2 separate regions of the Zea mays genome follow, and region 2 is linked to region 1. A link is a contact called in public Hi-C data. All regions are on one chromosome and are shown on one strand. Each heading gives the region's core, a stretch centred on a gene start, on an enhancer-like site or on the middle of the called end of the contact. The rest is flanking DNA. Distances are from core to core; before and after follow the strand shown. Region 1 holds the start of LOC100281391. Region 2 holds the start of LOC100384307.

The links. A called contact is a pair of places that touch in the nucleus more often than the background predicts.
Region 2: a contact with region 1 is called in a Hi-C map of leaf mesophyll, with 4 times the contacts expected there. The contact joins the promoter of LOC100384307 here to the promoter of LOC100281391 in region 1. A contact is called at or near these places in 3 of 25 Hi-C or Micro-C datasets (bundle sheath, endosperm and leaf mesophyll).

Annotation. Positions count from the first base shown.
Region 1 is chr7:6,243,944-6,247,129 of Zm-B73-REFERENCE-NAM-5.0, forward strand. It overlaps LOC100281391, which reads left to right and starts at 1,611. Exons shown (of 1, transcript NM_001154309.2): 1 at 1,611-3,186. The coding sequence starts at 1,788.
Region 2 is chr7:6,575,519-6,578,848 of Zm-B73-REFERENCE-NAM-5.0, forward strand. It overlaps LOC100384307, which reads left to right and starts at 1,447. Exons shown (of 12, transcript NM_001398815.1): 1 at 1,447-1,518; 2 at 1,613-1,837.

The DNA.
Region 1 (3,186 bases), core at 361-2,860:
TGCAACCGAATAAGGATCTAGGATGTTTGTAAACCGACCACCGACTGAGTCAAAAGTGACTTGGCTTGTAACTCCCGACATGGGTTCCTTCCTTTTGTTTGAGTGAATGAAAGTTAAAAATAAAGTGCTGCCAGCCGTTTCAAATGACAGTGAAAGAAAATAAAGAGCATGCTATCTATATTTAGGGGACTTTACTTGACGATCACTCAAGAAATATTTTTTATCAGTTTTCATTTTTTTTCCTTACGGAGCGTTTGAACCCCTTCATTTTAGAGGAATTGAAATTCACTTAATAAAGTAACTTATTTAGTTTGTATTTGACATTCCACCATTTTCCAAAGTTTAGATATAAGCCTATCTCAAATTCATGGGGTGGAGGATGAGAAATGATTTTATGCATTAGTAGAATTTGTTTCTACTCTGTAACTTACATGACACTCTTCGTCTAACTCCTCTACAATAAAAATGTAGCACATAAATATCTCCGACATCTTGGTAATAATAGTATACAAATATATTTTACATAGAACTGAATTGGCTTAATTGATATATGGCTAAATACTATTCGGGGTGTTTGGATCCCTTTATTTTAAAGGAATTAGAATTCACTCAATAAAGTAACTTATTTAGTTTGGAATTTGACATTCCACCACTTTCCAAAGTTCAGATATAAGCCTATCTCAATTTCATAGGGTGGAGGATAGGAAATGATTTTATGCATTAGTAGAATTTGTTTCTACTTTGTAACTTACATGACACTCTTCGTCTCACTCCTCTATATTAAAAATATACCACATAAATATCTTTGATATCTTGCTAATAATAGTATACAAATATATTTTGCATAAAACTGAATTAGCTTAATTGATATATGCATAAATTACTATTGTTAGAATGAAATTCAATTTCGTTGATCCAAACGGGGCGTTACTAGAATGGAATTCAATTCCAATGATCCAAACGGGGCGTTAACGATTTTGGGTCTCCAAGGAATTTCCGACATGCTGTAGCACAATATAACTCCATGAAGCGGGTTTATTATTATAAACCAGAACCTTATGTCAGAGAACACGATTAAGTTGATGAGGCACAACATAGCCATAATCACCACCAGAGCCGCTGCCGCCGCCGCCATATATTGTCTTCTTAGCAACAAGACGATATATGTTGACAAGAGAAGAGAACCATGCATTATTGTAAATTTTTGGTCGAAAATTTAAGTGCGTGCAAAGTTTTTTTTTTAGAGTCAAAGGAGAGAAAAAAGTGAACTCCATGGGCGTGAATCTGGTACATACAGATGGGTCATGCTTTAGCGGTGGGACGATGAGACAGTTGAGTGCAATTGCGAATTGGCAGAGGTGGGGGCAGCGGACGGACATGCAGCCATGGGCACGCACAGCCCGCAAGCACTACGACCGAACCATCCATCTCTCTAGAACACCCGGACAAGAAGAGGACAGCCACAGACACGGCTGCAGTGCACGCGGCGCGTCCCCGTCCCGCCCTCAGCTCCCGCCACGTCGTCGGCCTCCTCCCCCGTTTGACTGCACCACCCACTCCCCCACCCCAGCGCCTCCTATAAATCCCGCCCCGAACCCGAATCCACCACACCGAAAACCCAACCCCAGCTCGCTCTTCTCTCCCTCACTCCAAGTCTCACCATCCACACAGGCCAGCGCGCAAACGCCACAAAGCTAGCCTTTCTGCTCCCGCTCGATCAGCTGGCTCCGTTGATCACCGGGCCGGGCCACAACCCCCAGCTCTCTGACTGATTAGTTTCCGCTGCAATGGCGTCCTCCATCTCTGCTCCAGCTCCACCGGCGGCTCCGGCCACCGCGCCGGCTTCGGGCAGACCCAAGAAGCCGTCCCAGTTCAACCCCAGCACCGGCAAGACCAGGACCCCGGTCCCCGCGCGGCCAATGCGCGCCGCCGCTCCCAAGTGGAACCCGCTCCAGCGGCTCGCCGCGGCGGCGCTCGACGCGCTGGAGGAGGGGCTCGTCGCGGGCGTCCTCGAGCGCGCGCACCCGCTGCCACGGACCGCCGACCCGGCCGTCCAGATCGCCGGCAACTACGCGCCCGTCGGGGAGCGCCCGCCCACCGGCGAGCTGCCCGTGTCCGGCCGCGTCCCGGCGTGCCTCGACGGCGTGTACGTCCGCAACGGCGCCAACCCGCTCCACGCGCCGCGCGCGGGGCACCACCTCTTCGACGGCGACGGCATGCTGCACGCCGTGCGGCTCCGCGGGGGCCGCGCCGAGTCGTACGCGTGCCGGTTCACGGAGACGGCGCGGCTCAGGCAGGAGCGCGCCATCGGCAGGGCCGTGTTCCCCAAGGCCATCGGCGAGCTGCACGGCCACTCGGGCGTGGCGCGCCTGCTCCTCTTCGGCGCCCGCTCCCTCTGCGGCGTGCTCGACGCGTCCCAGGGGATCGGGGTCGCCAACGCCGGCCTGGTGTACCACAACAACCGCCTCCTCGCCATGTCGGAGGACGACCTCCCCTACCACGTGCGCGTCACCGCCGACGGCGACCTCGAGACCGCCGGGCGCTACGACTTCGGCGGCCAGCTCGACACCGCCATGATCGCGCACCCCAAGCTGGACCCGGCCACCGGCGAGCTCTTCGCGCTCAGCTACAATGTCGTGTCCAAGCCGTTCCTCAAGTACTTCTACTTCACCGCCGACGGCCGCAAGTCCCCCGACGTCGAGATCCCCGTGGACGCGCCCACCATGATGCACGACTTCGCCGTCACCGAGAACCACGCCATCATCCCGGACCAGCAGATCGTGTTCAAGCTCCAGGAGATGGTGCTGGGCGGCTCCCCCGTGGTGTACGACAGGAACAAGACCGCGCGGTTCGGGGTGCTGCCGAAGCGCGCCACCGACGCGTCGCGGCTGCGGTGGGTGGACGTCCCCGACTGCTTCTGCTTCCACCTCTGGAACGCGTGGGAGGACGAGGCCACGGGCGAGGTCGTGGTGATCGGGTCCTGCATGACCCCCGCGGACGCCGTGTTCAACGAGTCCGCCGCCGGCGAGGAGAGCTTCCGCAGCGTGCTGTCGGAGATCCGGCTGGACCCGCGCACCGGCACGTCCTCGCGGCGCGCGGTCCTGAGCGACGCCGACCAGGTGAACCTGGAGGCCGGCATGGTGAACCGGCAGCTGCTGGGCAGGAGGACGCGCTACGCCTACCTCG
Region 2 (3,330 bases), core at 197-2,696, 330 kb after region 1:
TTTTGGATGCCTACTCAAGCTACCACCAAATTTCCATAAATGAGGAAGATCAACACGCCACCACCTTCATCATCCCCTTCAGAACATTCTGCTATGTCTCCATGCCATTTGGATTGAAGAACACCGGAGCCATGTACCAGCGGTGCATGCTCCAGTGCTTCGTCGAACAAGTCAGACGCAACATAGAGGTTTACGTCAATGACATTGTTGTGAAGACCAAGAAGTTTGATGATCTCATCGCTGATCTGGAGGAGATGCTCGCCAACCTATGAAGATTCAAAATCAAGCTAAACCTCGAGAAGTGCGTCTTCGGGGTTCCCAAAGAAAAACTCTTCGGTTTCATGGTCTTGGACCGAGGGATCAAAGCTAACCGAGAGAAGGTAGAAGCTATCCGATGCATAAGGGCTCGAATAAGATCAAGTGGGAGCCACACCCTTGAATAAGGGCTCAAATAAGAACTAATGAAGAGTGCTGACTCTTTTCTACCTTAAAAAATATCATTATATTTGTAACCCTTGATTTACTTTAAACACTTGTTTTAATACAATTAAATTCTTTTTTTATATTATTAGAACTGACGCTTTAGGGTCGGAATTTATACCCTGTTTGGATGTAGATATTGGAGCACGAAATTAGAAATTGGAATTAACTTTCCAGAATTATATTGTTTCACATGGAATTAAAATTTAGAATAAGAGACCCAATTCCTTTAAATTGGACTATAACTAAAAACTCTATCTCACAATATAGAGCATCACCCTTTTGTATTACGTGGAATTGGACCACACAATTCTAAACTCCAATTCAGTGACATCCAAACAATAGAATTGGAATTACATCTCATTTCAATACCATGACTGATTTAGACCATGTTTGGTTCACTGCCTAACTTGCCACACTTTAACTAACTTTTCTGCTTAAATTTAGTTATTCAATTCGGACGACTAACTTTAGACAAAGTGTGACACATTTAGTCACGAACCAAACAGTCCCTTAGTATTAAACTTAATTTAATTTTATACCTTCTAATATCAACATCCAAACTGAGTATCAGGGTAAAACTTTTGCACAGCTAGCTCCTGGCAGGCAAAGCGAAGCTTACACAGACAGGGAAGGAAGCAACCGAAGCAGCCAGGAAGCAGCCGTTGGCAAGGCGCAGTCCCTCTCACCTCACATTCCCCGTCTGGGCATCTCCCTCGCATCTCCTCCACAGGCCACAGCGCCACCGCGGCGGCGTGCCTTTTACAAATCCGAGGGGCGTAAGGAATTCCGCCGCGTCCTCCCAGAAGAAAAACAAAAGCGACAAGCGGCTCGCCCTGCGGGAGGACCCGACGACAGCTCACTCGCGTGCGCCACCCATCCACCTCCCCGAGACCCGACCCAGATCTCATCTCGCGCGCGGCGGTCCATGGCCACCGCCGCCACCGCTTCCCACCCGGCTTCCGCCTCCACCTCCGGCCGCGACGCTCTCGCCGCCGCCTCCTCCTCCCCCGCCGCCGTCTGCCTCGTCCCGTTCAGGTAACTTCCCTTCCCCCCTCCCCGTGCGCCACTCCCACTCGCTCGGTGGGAGCTGGCGTTCCTGATTTGACAATGCGGTACGGTGGACGTGCAGGTGGTGGGCGCGGGTGCGGGAGGAGGAGGCGGCGGGCGGGGTGCAGTACGCGGCCACCGCCGCCGCGTCGCCCTCCTACTACGGCCTCAGGCTGCTTCACAGCTTGCTGCACCCGGATCTCGTCCTGCGCCTCGAGCGCGGGGAGTGCCGCGCCGGTGGCGGGAACGGAGGCGGGCGCAGCTACGCGCTCGTCCCGGCCGACGAGCTCTCCAGGGCGCTCGCCAGGTGAGCTCCTCCGCGCCTTTCCTCTGTGCCTGCGGCTTGTAGGGGTCCCAGATTTTGATGCACCAGCTCAACGGCTGCCCATCCGTAGCAGCGCGATGGTGCAGCTTGCAGTGTTTAGGATGTACTGTACTGAATGAGGCAATGATTGATATAGTATATTCAGCTGTAGTGTAGTTAGTTGTCAACGTAGTGATTGTAGCGGCAAGTGAATCTCGTCCTGAGTCCTGACACCATTTTTAGTTGTGATCAATTGGGCCTTAAGGTTTTCAGTGTTCACACGTGTCTCTAGCAATGTCTTAAGCTTGAGCGCACTTCCCCAAGTCCAGTCTCGGTATGCAGCACCGATCAAACCTGAGGCACGAGTGTTCAGCATTGTTCATGAGAATGCTGTCCTCATCTAGATGGGCAAGGTGATACCAACTTGCTAGGGAGATGAGGGCATGCGTGTCGGAGCAAATCCTTTATTAGTTGCTGACTTGGCGTGTTGTGTGTGTTTTCGACACGTGTCCTGCCGTTGCTAGTTTTGTCAGAATTCCATGCACGACGAGCACTTTGACGATGACATACTAAAACAGGACAATTGCTTATCTCCGGAACACTCAAGCACAACATAGGACTGGTAGTTAAGGCATGCGGTTACTGGTCTATCAAATCTAGCTTTCAAAACCTTACGTGTTTCGCATGCGATATGCTTATGAAGCACATGAAAGGCATGCACTTAGATTTGTGCTGCGTGTTACTTTTGACCAGATTATTGTTGTTCCCTAGACCGGCTGCAGATCTGCTATAATATTTGTGTAATCAAAGCCATGAATGAAATTGTATGTCCTGCTTCATGTTCTTTGAACTTCTCAATTTTACCTCTATCGTCTCACTATGTGGCTGCATAAAAACCATCAAACATCAGAATCTGTAATCCAAGGGAGCCTATCACGTCGCGTTGTATCCTCACATAGAATACATGTGGGCACACTGGTTTCAACTGCAACATGTATGCCTATCTGGTCTGCAATTGTAATTGAATTGTAGGTTTGTCCTGGTTTGTGAATAGAAGCATTGGTTGGGTTCAACACACAGGTTATATTATTATCTGTTTATTTGATAAGTTGGAAGCACCCTTGAGTATCCACAAATGAGTATACCACTATACCTTCATTCATGGAGTCAAATATTTCTCTTTGTTAGAGTATATTGTTAGGGTTTCCATGTATACCCCTATTGTAATGGCCTTTGGCCCACTTAACTTTTCTATTAATACATTCCCAACCCAGGATTATGAGGCCCATTTGGATTCTTTGAATTGAATTCTATTCTAACAATCATAATTTAAGCACAAATCATTTAGGCTAATATGACTTTATGTGGAATATATCTGTATACTACTGTTGACCATATGGGAGAAATCTTTATGTGCTACATTTCTACTATAGAGGAGCAAGCCGAAGAGCGTGTTATAAATTATAGAGTAGAAATATAGCTTGATGATACATAGA